Linked DNA regions of Sus scrofa: region 1 is linked to region 2. A link is a contact called in public Hi-C data. All regions are on one chromosome and are shown on one strand. The core of a region is the stretch at or near the end of the contact, and the rest is flanking DNA. Distances in the headings are between cores, read along the strand shown. Region 1 holds the start of SESTD1 (SEC14 domain and spectrin repeat-containing protein 1). Region 2 holds the start of FKBP7 (peptidyl-prolyl cis-trans isomerase FKBP7).

Region 1 (4,674 bases), core at 724-3,223, 710 kb after region 2:
TTTACAGAGTACATTTTTTTAAAATAGGTCGAAATGTAGTCTTTGTTTTTAAATTGGTGAATATTCCATTTTCAGATATGCCCATTAATCCCTATATACCACTTCCCATGTTCTGCATTCATGCTGCCAAATTTCTAGGTCCATCATCAGCTTCTTCCTATTATTATTCACAGGGGTTAAAACGTTTGGTAAATGCAATCAATTCATTCCCTAACGCTGGGAATTTACAGAGTAGGCCCAATTTTTAAGGTTAATTTAGTCTAGATTGTTTGAATAAATATACAACAAATTGATTTCCTGGTATTTGGGATATAAAAATAATCTATAGAGTTGTGTAATGCTTTCTAAATCCTTTGGGGATTTTTTTTTTTCATGAATTTGGTCATGGGGTAGAGAGAGTCATCAACTTTAGTCCACACAAAGTATTATGTATAAAAGCTTCCTGATTCTAGAACAAATAAGTATTTTATTGCTCAAAGCAAAAGGAAGATATTTTCCTTCCATTTAGTATTGTTATACTAAAATAGCATACCAATGAAAGCAGCTAGGTAACAGCGTGACCAAAGGTATGTAAACAAAGATAAAATTGTTCTTTATTTTGTATTCTTCCTTTGGGGGAGAAAAAAGTTACTCACACCTGAGAAAATAAGGTTCATCAAGCCAAAGAAAACAATATGGGTTAATATTTCCCAATACGAGGGTATTTTTGAGTGGTGATCTTAATTTGAGGGTTTGCCAACCTATGTTTGCATTGCATGGTGGGTACAGTTGGCACAGATAAAATGTGAAGAAAGAAGCAACCTGTCAAACAGCTGCTATCGAGTTACTCCCTCAACAGCACTTCCAACTTCTCCGGTGATGTCTAAGACAGAAAGATGTCAAAGCACCAAGAGGACCACGGGGGCAGTCACAGCAGCAGCCAAGTACAAACCGTGCATCCCAGGGTGAAATGCCACAGGAACCCTCAAGAGCCGGCCAGACTGCGATTCCCTTCCAAAATGAGTCTACCTCACATATAAAAAATAAACACACAGCCAGATATCCTTGCCAACAGGCTCTCCCTTCCCTTTGTGACTCCTCCAAAGGCTGGAGGGATGTTAATATCCCGCAGGCCACGGGGAAGCCAAGCCCCACGCCGGAGGGAGGCGTCCAGGAGCCTCCGCGCAGCCCGGGGGCCTCGGGCCAGCGTCCCCCACCCGCCGGGTAGGGCCGGTCAGCGGCCACACAAAGGAGCCAGCCGCGGGCGCTGGACGCGGGGACTCGCCCCGGAGCTGGACGCCACATCTGGTCCCCGCACGCCAGGTGGACGAGACCCGCCGGAAAATAAGCATTAACGCCCGTACCTGTTGCACGATTCGGGTCCCTTTCACCCTAAAATGAACAAGGGCGCCCGGGAGGGGAGACGCGGGCCGCTGGGGCTCTGCGGGCCGCGGCCGCACCCGGCAGGCGGCGCGGAGGCAGGGGCCGCCAGCGGGCTCCCACATCAGGCGCTTTGTCTGCGGTGGCGGCTGGGACTGCGCCGGGGGCAGCGGGGTTGGCGGGGCGAGGGCGCCCCTCCCTCAGTTGCTCGGCCCGCGCGGGGGAAGAAAGCCGGGCCCGCCGCCGCCGCCGCCGCCGCCTCCACCCGCCCGCGCTCGCCTCTCGGCCACAGGGCCTGCGCGCTCCTCCCGCCCGGGCCGCCCCGGGCCGCGCGGCGGCCACACTCACCTGGCTGGCGCTGGCGGCCGGCGGCTCCGGGGCGGTGGGGAGGACGCGGGGACGCGAGCGAGGTGCGGGCGGAGGCGGAGGGCGAGGCGGGAGGAAGGCGGGCTGGGGGCGGAGCGGGACCGGGCGGTGGTGGCGGCGGCAGCTCCAGTCACTCGCGGCAAATCGTGTCCCGGCCCCTCTGTGCGTCAGTCAAGGGGCGGCGGCGCGGGCGGCCGGGCAACCTCCCGGCACCCTTGTCCCGACCCGCGTCCGCGCTACCACGCGCGCGCTCGGGTAGCGGCAGCGCAGCGACCCCGCCCGGCGCGGGAAGGGGGAGGGGCGGGGAGTCCCTCTGGGGCTGGGGGCTGGGGGTTGGGGGCTGGGGGAGGAGGGGCTTCCGACCCACCCGGGCGGACCGGGGGATCCTCCCTTCGCGCTGAGCTCCCAGCTCCCAAGCCCACAGGCAGCCTGGGGTAGCGGAAGGAGCACTGGGCCTGGAGTCAGAAAGCCTGGGCTTAAGGAAGAACCTCCTCCCCAATGAACGCCTTGCAAGTCATTTGTTTTCTCTGTCCTCATACCGAAATGTGTATGTTCAAGTATATGGTCTCCAAGATTTTCAAAATTCTAACATTGTCTTCTTGGGTTTGTTAGAATTCCTTTGACAGGAGATGGGTCTCCAGCACTGCATGTGGTGTGGCCAAAGGATGAAGGCAGCTGGAGGGGAATGGGTTGCAGAGAGGAGGGCTGGCTTCAGGCACTTGTTTTTCTTTGGAAATCTTTCTATTGGACAATCCAAAATGTATCCACAAATGACCTTCTGATAATGTCTACTTCCCCATCTTCACCAACTCTAGTTATTTTGCACCAGATGTACTAACTTCAGAGTCCTTGTTCTTCCAATTTTATTGCGCAAATCGTTTTTATGTCATTTCCTGAATTCAGTTCAAAAGAATCATCAGCTAATACACACTAGCTCAGGGCAGCCATGTGGTCCCAATCCCAGGCCTTATTTTTTACTCACTGTGCCACTCACTTCACTATCACCTAATTCCATTGAAAAAAAAACCTTGCCTTTCCAACAACTAGGCAACTAAGTTTCTCTCAACTAAAGTTCTCTGATTGAAAATCCCAAGGATTGATATTTCCTCTTAATTCTGTGACTGATAGTCTTTCTCCACTACTTCAGCTTCTTTACCACTCTTTAGGTCTAGCCTTTCTAATTTCACTCCTGCTTCTTTTCCAAAGGACTGCCAGAGAATGCTTTGAAAACCCAGAGCCTCCCTCTTTAAAATCCTTCAGAGGCTTTCAACACCTGAATAATCAGGTTCAAGCAATTACCATGGTATCTAAGGCTATTTATTATCTGATCCCCAGACCTCTTCAGCTCCAGCTTTAACTCCCACCACAAATCACACACAGATTAAACCGGCTCCATCTCTGTGCCTTTGTATATTTTCCTCCACCTGAACTCCATCCCTTATTTAACCAGGTGAACTCCTACCATCCTTCAAGATAATAAAGACAATGCATCATTTCCTCTTTGGAATCTTCCCTGATGTCCTTTCCTTTTCACACACCCACATCCTCACCCCACACACATACACAGAATAACTCTTTCCTTTCTGCTTTCATGAAACCTTTGATCTATTCTCTGTGGTAATCCTTAGCACCTTCTTTTTTCCCATTGCTTTGCTTGGTGGTCTATTCTTACTATACAGTCTAGTTCCTTTAAAAGACAGAGATTTTTGTCTAGTTCATTTGTGGCTCTCAGGCATAGCATACTACTCAGCACTAAGGTTCTCTTTAAATATCTGTTCAAGTACTGATGCCATTATTCATTCCAACAAGTAGATGTTGAGCATCTACTCAAAAAGAGGGAAATACAGTACGATCCACCGTCCCACCTTCCTTACTTAACCTTCCACAATATTCTGTTCTTCCTTTACCATATGGCATTCTCTGCTTATTATTTTAATCCCTCCCCTACCACCACTCACATTCTTTCTTTGTTTTGATAAAGCAAGATCATGCCAAAAACATCTATTATAGTAATTCACCAAACATCCCTGTCCTTCCTCTTTCCATCCCCTCTAGCTCCACACTGTATTACCCAGTTATTAGATAAAGACCAACTGTTGCAACAGAAAACACATTAGACTATGAATGCAGAGAACAAAGTTTGGGTCCTGTATTTTCCCGTAACTGCTGAATGAACATAGCTCAATCAAATTCACTAGGCCTCTCCTCTGGAGTTCCTGTGTCTCTATGATTAGGTTTCATTTTTAGTATTTTGTTAATAAGGTAAACATATCCTTCTTTATATATGTGTAAATTGAAGGGATAACAAGATCCTTGCAAGGTAGCTGTCCAGCATATTCTTGAACTCTGAGTGATAGCAAACCATTTACTACATGATAATGAAATTCATCTTTAAACAGTTCTGCTAGTCCTTACTCTGAACTGAAATGTGTCTCCCTATAAATTTAGTAGGTAACTGTTATATTAGGAGAAAATGCCGCTGGGTTTAAACTCCAGAGTGGTGCTGTCAGATCCTAGCTCTACACCATCTAGCTGTGTGACCTTGGACAAGCACAAAACAACTCTAAAAGGGGAAAATAATAACACCTTAAATCATTATTATAAGTATGAATACACTGTGTATTAAAGTGCTCAGGGAATCTCAATCTGGTACTAAGATGTACTGAGTACAGAACAGCTCAATTCCTCTTCTATACATTGCCTTTTAAACGTGTGAAATTAGCAACCAAGTATGTGTCTTCTCATACCAACCTCCACTCACATGCTCCTTTCTTTTCCTTCATACACACTCAAGTGCTCTTAAAATGTGGCATCTAGAACTGAGTCCTGTATTCCAGGTATAATGAGTGGAGTAGAGAAGTACAGTTTTCTGCATTCTTATGATGATGTTTCAAAATTCAGCCTGATAGAACATTCATATTTTTCTACCACCCACACTGTTCATAAATA
Region 2 (4,809 bases), core at 1,172-3,671:
GAGATCTGTATTGCAACAATGTCTTATTTTCTTGATGTGTAAAAAGAAAGGACCAGACTACACCCAGCAGAGCTAAAGTTTATTGGACCTTATAGTCTATAATTATTTCCTCTTTGATTTTTAATGTTTTTTAGCAATTCAAAAAATTTTAATTATGGGAAAATACAAGTAACATAAAATTTACCATTGTAACCATTTTAAGTGAATAGTTGGGTGGTGTTAAGTACATCCACACTGCAGCCAATCTTTACAAGTACTTCATCTTTATACGCATTAGATAATAATTCCCTACTCTACCCTCTCCCCAGACTCTGTCAACCACCCTTTTCTTCCTGGCTCTATGAATTTTACTGTTCTAGTTAGCTCATATAAGTGGGTCGTACTGTATTTGCTTTTTGTGTTTGGCTTATTTCACTTAGCATTATGTACTCAAGATTTACCCATGTTGTAGTGTGTTTTAGTGTGCTGTGGCATGTCAGAATTTCCTTCTTTTTAAACACTGAATAATATTCCATTGAATGCCACAATTTGTTTATCTATTCATCTGTCAATGGACATGGGTTATTTTCTGTTTTTGGCTATTTGAATAGTGCTGCTATGAACGTGATTATACAGATATAACTTTAAGACTCTGCTTTCAATTTTTTTTGACTGTGTACCCAGAAGTATATGATTTATTTTTAAATATAACTTAGAGATATACATTTTTTTTTTCTTTTTAAAACCGCACCCAGGGCATATGAAAGTTCCCAGGCTAGGAGTGGAATTGGAGCTACAGCTGCCAGCCTACGCCACAGCCACAGCAACGCAGGATCTGAGCCATATCTGCGACCTACACCACAGCTCAAGGCAATGTCAGATCCTTAACCCACTGATCAAGGCCAGGAATTCAACCCAAGCCCTCATGGTTACTAGTAGGGTTCATTACAGCTGAGCCAGGACTGGAAGTCCCGAGATATACATATTAAAACACCTTACCATAGCCTTCCTTTCCATATGCAAAGGAAGGGGGTATAATCACTTTTCGCTTCTCTCCAGGGCACATATCCATCATGGCAATGTCTAGGCCTTTTATAACTTGTCCAACACCAAGAACAAACCATTTGGGGTGGCCTTCATTTTGTGTCCGACTATAATTAAAAATAACACCTAGGTAAGTTGGTTTCAAGAAAAATAAAATCAAAATTTAAAATACAGCTGATCATTTAGTTCCAATTTAATACTGGAGTCCTCTCTAGCCATCTCTTTCGCTATATTAAGACTACTTCTGAACCCCCTGGTGGGGTGTTTGGCTCAAACGTCCCTCCTAATAGCTAGGTAGAGGTATAATTTGCCCAAAGTTAGTCATTAGGAGTCATCTCATTTTCTTTTTTATTGTTATCTTTACAACAACTACTCAACAGTTAACCTTTTAATGGGTCTCCTACCCCTATCTAGCTGCATGGCTTGTCCAAATATTTTACCATTCTGGGCTATTTTCTTCTAAATCGAAAGAACAGTCTCCAATCCTATTTTTATAGGGTAGTAGCGCACAAGGAGAAAAGACATCCTACGTCTGAGTAATAAAACATGGATTAAATCAGAGTAGTGGTGGGATGAGAGGCATGGGAAGGGCATAGGGAAAGTCACCAAGGAAAGTCGCTGTTGTAGTGGCTTCTCTATACAGGTGGAAAGTGGCTTGACAGTAAATACTGTGCTCCTGAAGCCCGGATAATGTTTCTTAAAACTACCCTACGAAATCTTCTGTAAAGAGACTCTAGCCCACAGCCAAGAGAAGTGTGAACATTCTTACAATAACTTACTTCTGTAGGTTCCAAGAGTAGTTAGTGGTGGTGGTCCAGGGTGTGTGTGTATGAATGTAACGTATTTTTGATAACTTCTTGGGCTAACATTTTTCAATTAAAAGATAATATTCTATTTATTAGGGAACGATTGTATCAAATCTGATTCCCCCGCCCCCTAGAAATAAAAGGTTCAACTCTTACCGTTAAAAAACAAGAACGAACAAACCAACCAACAAATTAGGCTTCTGGTTGGTGTAGGGAGGGTAGATTTAATGCATCAACTGGACGCGGGAGCCGTTCGGATCATCTCCTACCTGCAGTAGAATTTCGAGCCGTCTTTAGCCAAGAAGCCGTCGTAATGTGCATTTAGCAGGTCTCCCTTTCTGCTTGTCTTAGAGCAGTTTTCTGGACGATGCAAAACTTCTATTTTCACTTCCTCTGTGCTCTCCTCTGTCTTTTGTCCCTGAGCAGTAAAAATGCCCCACACGTAAAAGAAAATGATTAATCTAAATAAAAAATGCATGATCGCTGGAGTCGGCCCCGACGGCCACCGCGTTCCCTGATGCGTGTCACTCGCGTGCAGTGGCAGCCCCCGCAGTCAGGTATTGCCACGTGGCAGGCATTGTCTACGTCACAAAGGGCAGGGGCCCGGTAGAAGCGTGGCCCCGCCCCCTTTCCCAGAGGCACGCCTAGCCGCAGAATTTTTGTGGGTTGGCTTGGGATCTTGTCCCCGTGGTACCCCACCCTCTGGTTGGCTGTCCTCAGTCGCTAAGGCAACATTGCACCCTTGCACCGCTATTTCCTCCCTAAGTCCGTGTATTTCACAGCCAGTTTCCTTAGGGGTCCATAGTAACGCTCGCGTAACCTTTTGAAACCGGCAAAAGACAAAATAAAAAAACTAGGGTGGGATGTTGTAGCTGGAGAATAGGACTTTCATTTCTAGGCGTGAAAGGATTCTCCTTATATCCCTAGAGAACTGGTGGGCATGGGGGGGGCATTCTGCTTTTGGGGTGTTTTTGAAGCGCCTTCTCCACGTCAGAGTCGTGCTTTTAAGAGGTTCCAGGCTATACCTCACGCTGGTAAATATGAGTGCTTTTGCTCCCCGCCCAGTTAAAGGCGTTTCCAAGAGCCGACTCCTTAATTCCATAGCTGTTGCAGGTTTGTGTTTCCTTCCCTCAACACTTGGGGTCGCCCTTGACTTGAGCGCTTACTGAAGTCTGGGAAAAGCTCTTGACAGGGTGGCTTTTCTTACAAACTCTGCGAGATGGGTAATTATCCACAATCACGCAGACGAGAACACGACGTAATTTGAGTGTTGGGCATTCTGTTTCAACCTAACAGTTAATACACAGCAGGGATATGACCAAGTCCGACACAAAGCCAGCCTTACATCCCCACCTTCAACATTTTAGTATGAAAAACTTTCCTGTAGAACAAATGAACTTTACTATGCCATCACCTCGACTACTTGGATGCTACCATTAACGTTTAAAAGTATTCGATTTATTACATATCCATCTGTCTACCAATTCACTTTATTTTCAAGTGAATACCCAAAGGCTTTTACCCAAACCAGAAGAACTTCAGCGAAGGCCTGGATTGGGTGTTATCTGGGGGAGGTTGCTTAAGAGGAGGCGTTATCCACCTTGGTGATGCTGAGAAAAGCCGCAGCACTGAGCCTGCGATATCTATAGATTTGAAAATTGTCATTTATATAAGACGATGATCATTTTCCAAACAGGATTTTAAAAATTATAAAGGCTAGGAAAGCCCCTATTTTTTGAGTAAAATAAACTCCAAAGTTTTCTTCCATGTTTTATATTTAAATGAAGTTATGGCTACCTAATATTCATTGTCGGTGTGGTAATTCCTTGGGGCCCCTCGCGGTTCCTTGCCGGGGGAATCTCAGGGGCACACCACCTGCCTAGGAAATAATTTCTCAGACCCCCCCCCCCGAATGTGAGGAGAATATGAAGGAAACATAAATAGGAAGTCTTTTATTATTATTATAAGTAGTAGTTTGAAAAAAACAACCTCTGGGAGGACCTAAGGGTCAGTTATAGGAAAACCTGAGAGGCCTAAGTAACGCCCGCGGGACGTGTGCGCCCGGGGCTCGTCTTCGGGTAGGCTGCGCGCGCGCAGCGGGGTTCGAGTCCGTCGGTTTGGGCCTGGGAGGTTTAGGCCCCGGAGGGCCGACGGTCCGGGAGGGAGCCCAGGGACAGCCATCCGCGGGCCTGACGGAGGGTGAGGAGGAGTCCAGGCCTCGGCCCGCCCTCCTGGCGCAGCCTCCGGCTCAGCGGCAGGGCAGCAGGCCGCGCCCGCTCCTCCAGCCCCGCCGCCGGGGAGGGGTTTCCCGGGACGAGCCGGCCCCTTTCATCCAGGAAGTGAAAACGACGTCGGGGTCAATGAAAACAAACGGAGAGCCCTGGGGGGAAAAGAAAGGCCGGCGAGGAGGAGGGAACGCTGGGGCGCGGGAGGGAGCAGCTGGACTGCGGAAGGGCGAACCGGAGGCCGGCCGCGGTCGCGACTTTGCCGCCGCCGCTGCCGGGGCTCGCCGGGGGATGTCTGAGCCCGCGCCTCGCGGCCCCCAAGCTCCACGCGGCGGCCGCCGTCCGGGCCTGTGAGGGCCGCCACGTCCCGGCGGCGAGCGCGGACTGAGGGCGGCTCGGTGCCGGCTGGAGGCGCCTGGGGAGGGGCCGCGGCGTGCCGGGAGGGGCTGCCCAGGCTCCGCGCTTCTCCCATCGCTGCGGCCGGCGCCGGGCCAGAAGGATGCGCGGCGCCGGGCTCTGAAGCATGGAGGGGGTTCTGTACAAGTGGACCAACTATCTCACAGGTATGAGGGCTCGGGTGCCCGGGGTCGCCGGGGAGAGGGCTTGGGTGGCCTTGGGGGGAGGCTGCGGAGAAGGGTCGGAGGTCCTCCTCCCCCTGGCTGGGGGGACCCGCACAGCGAATCGGCTCTGTTTGGTTCCCCTGTTTAATCTCTCCCTCTGCCCCATTGGAAGCGCTTTTCTGGCCTCTGCAGGGG

What was found. A called contact is a pair of places that touch in the nucleus more often than the background predicts.
Region 1: a contact with region 2 is called in a Hi-C map of subcutaneous adipose tissue, with 1.7 times the contacts expected there. The contact joins the promoter of SESTD1 here to the promoter of FKBP7 in region 2. A contact is called at or near these places in 1 of 47 Hi-C or Micro-C datasets (subcutaneous adipose tissue) and 1 of 2 datasets of contacts at active chromatin or transcription factors (alveolar macrophages).

The regions. Positions count from the first base shown.
Region 1 is chr15:84,890,607-84,895,280 of Sscrofa11.1, forward strand. It overlaps SESTD1 (SEC14 domain and spectrin repeat-containing protein 1), which reads right to left and starts at 1,974. Exons shown (of 18, transcript XM_021075320.1): 1 at 1,708-1,974.
Region 2 is chr15:84,180,449-84,185,257 of Sscrofa11.1, forward strand. FKBP7 (peptidyl-prolyl cis-trans isomerase FKBP7) reads right to left here and starts at 2,422. Exons shown (of 4, transcript XM_005657565.3): 1 at 2,099-2,422; 2 at 979-1,130. The coding sequence starts at 2,307. PLEKHA3 (pleckstrin homology domain containing A3) reads left to right here and starts at 4,559. Exons shown (of 9, transcript NM_001243464.1): 1 at 4,559-4,617. The coding sequence starts at 4,578.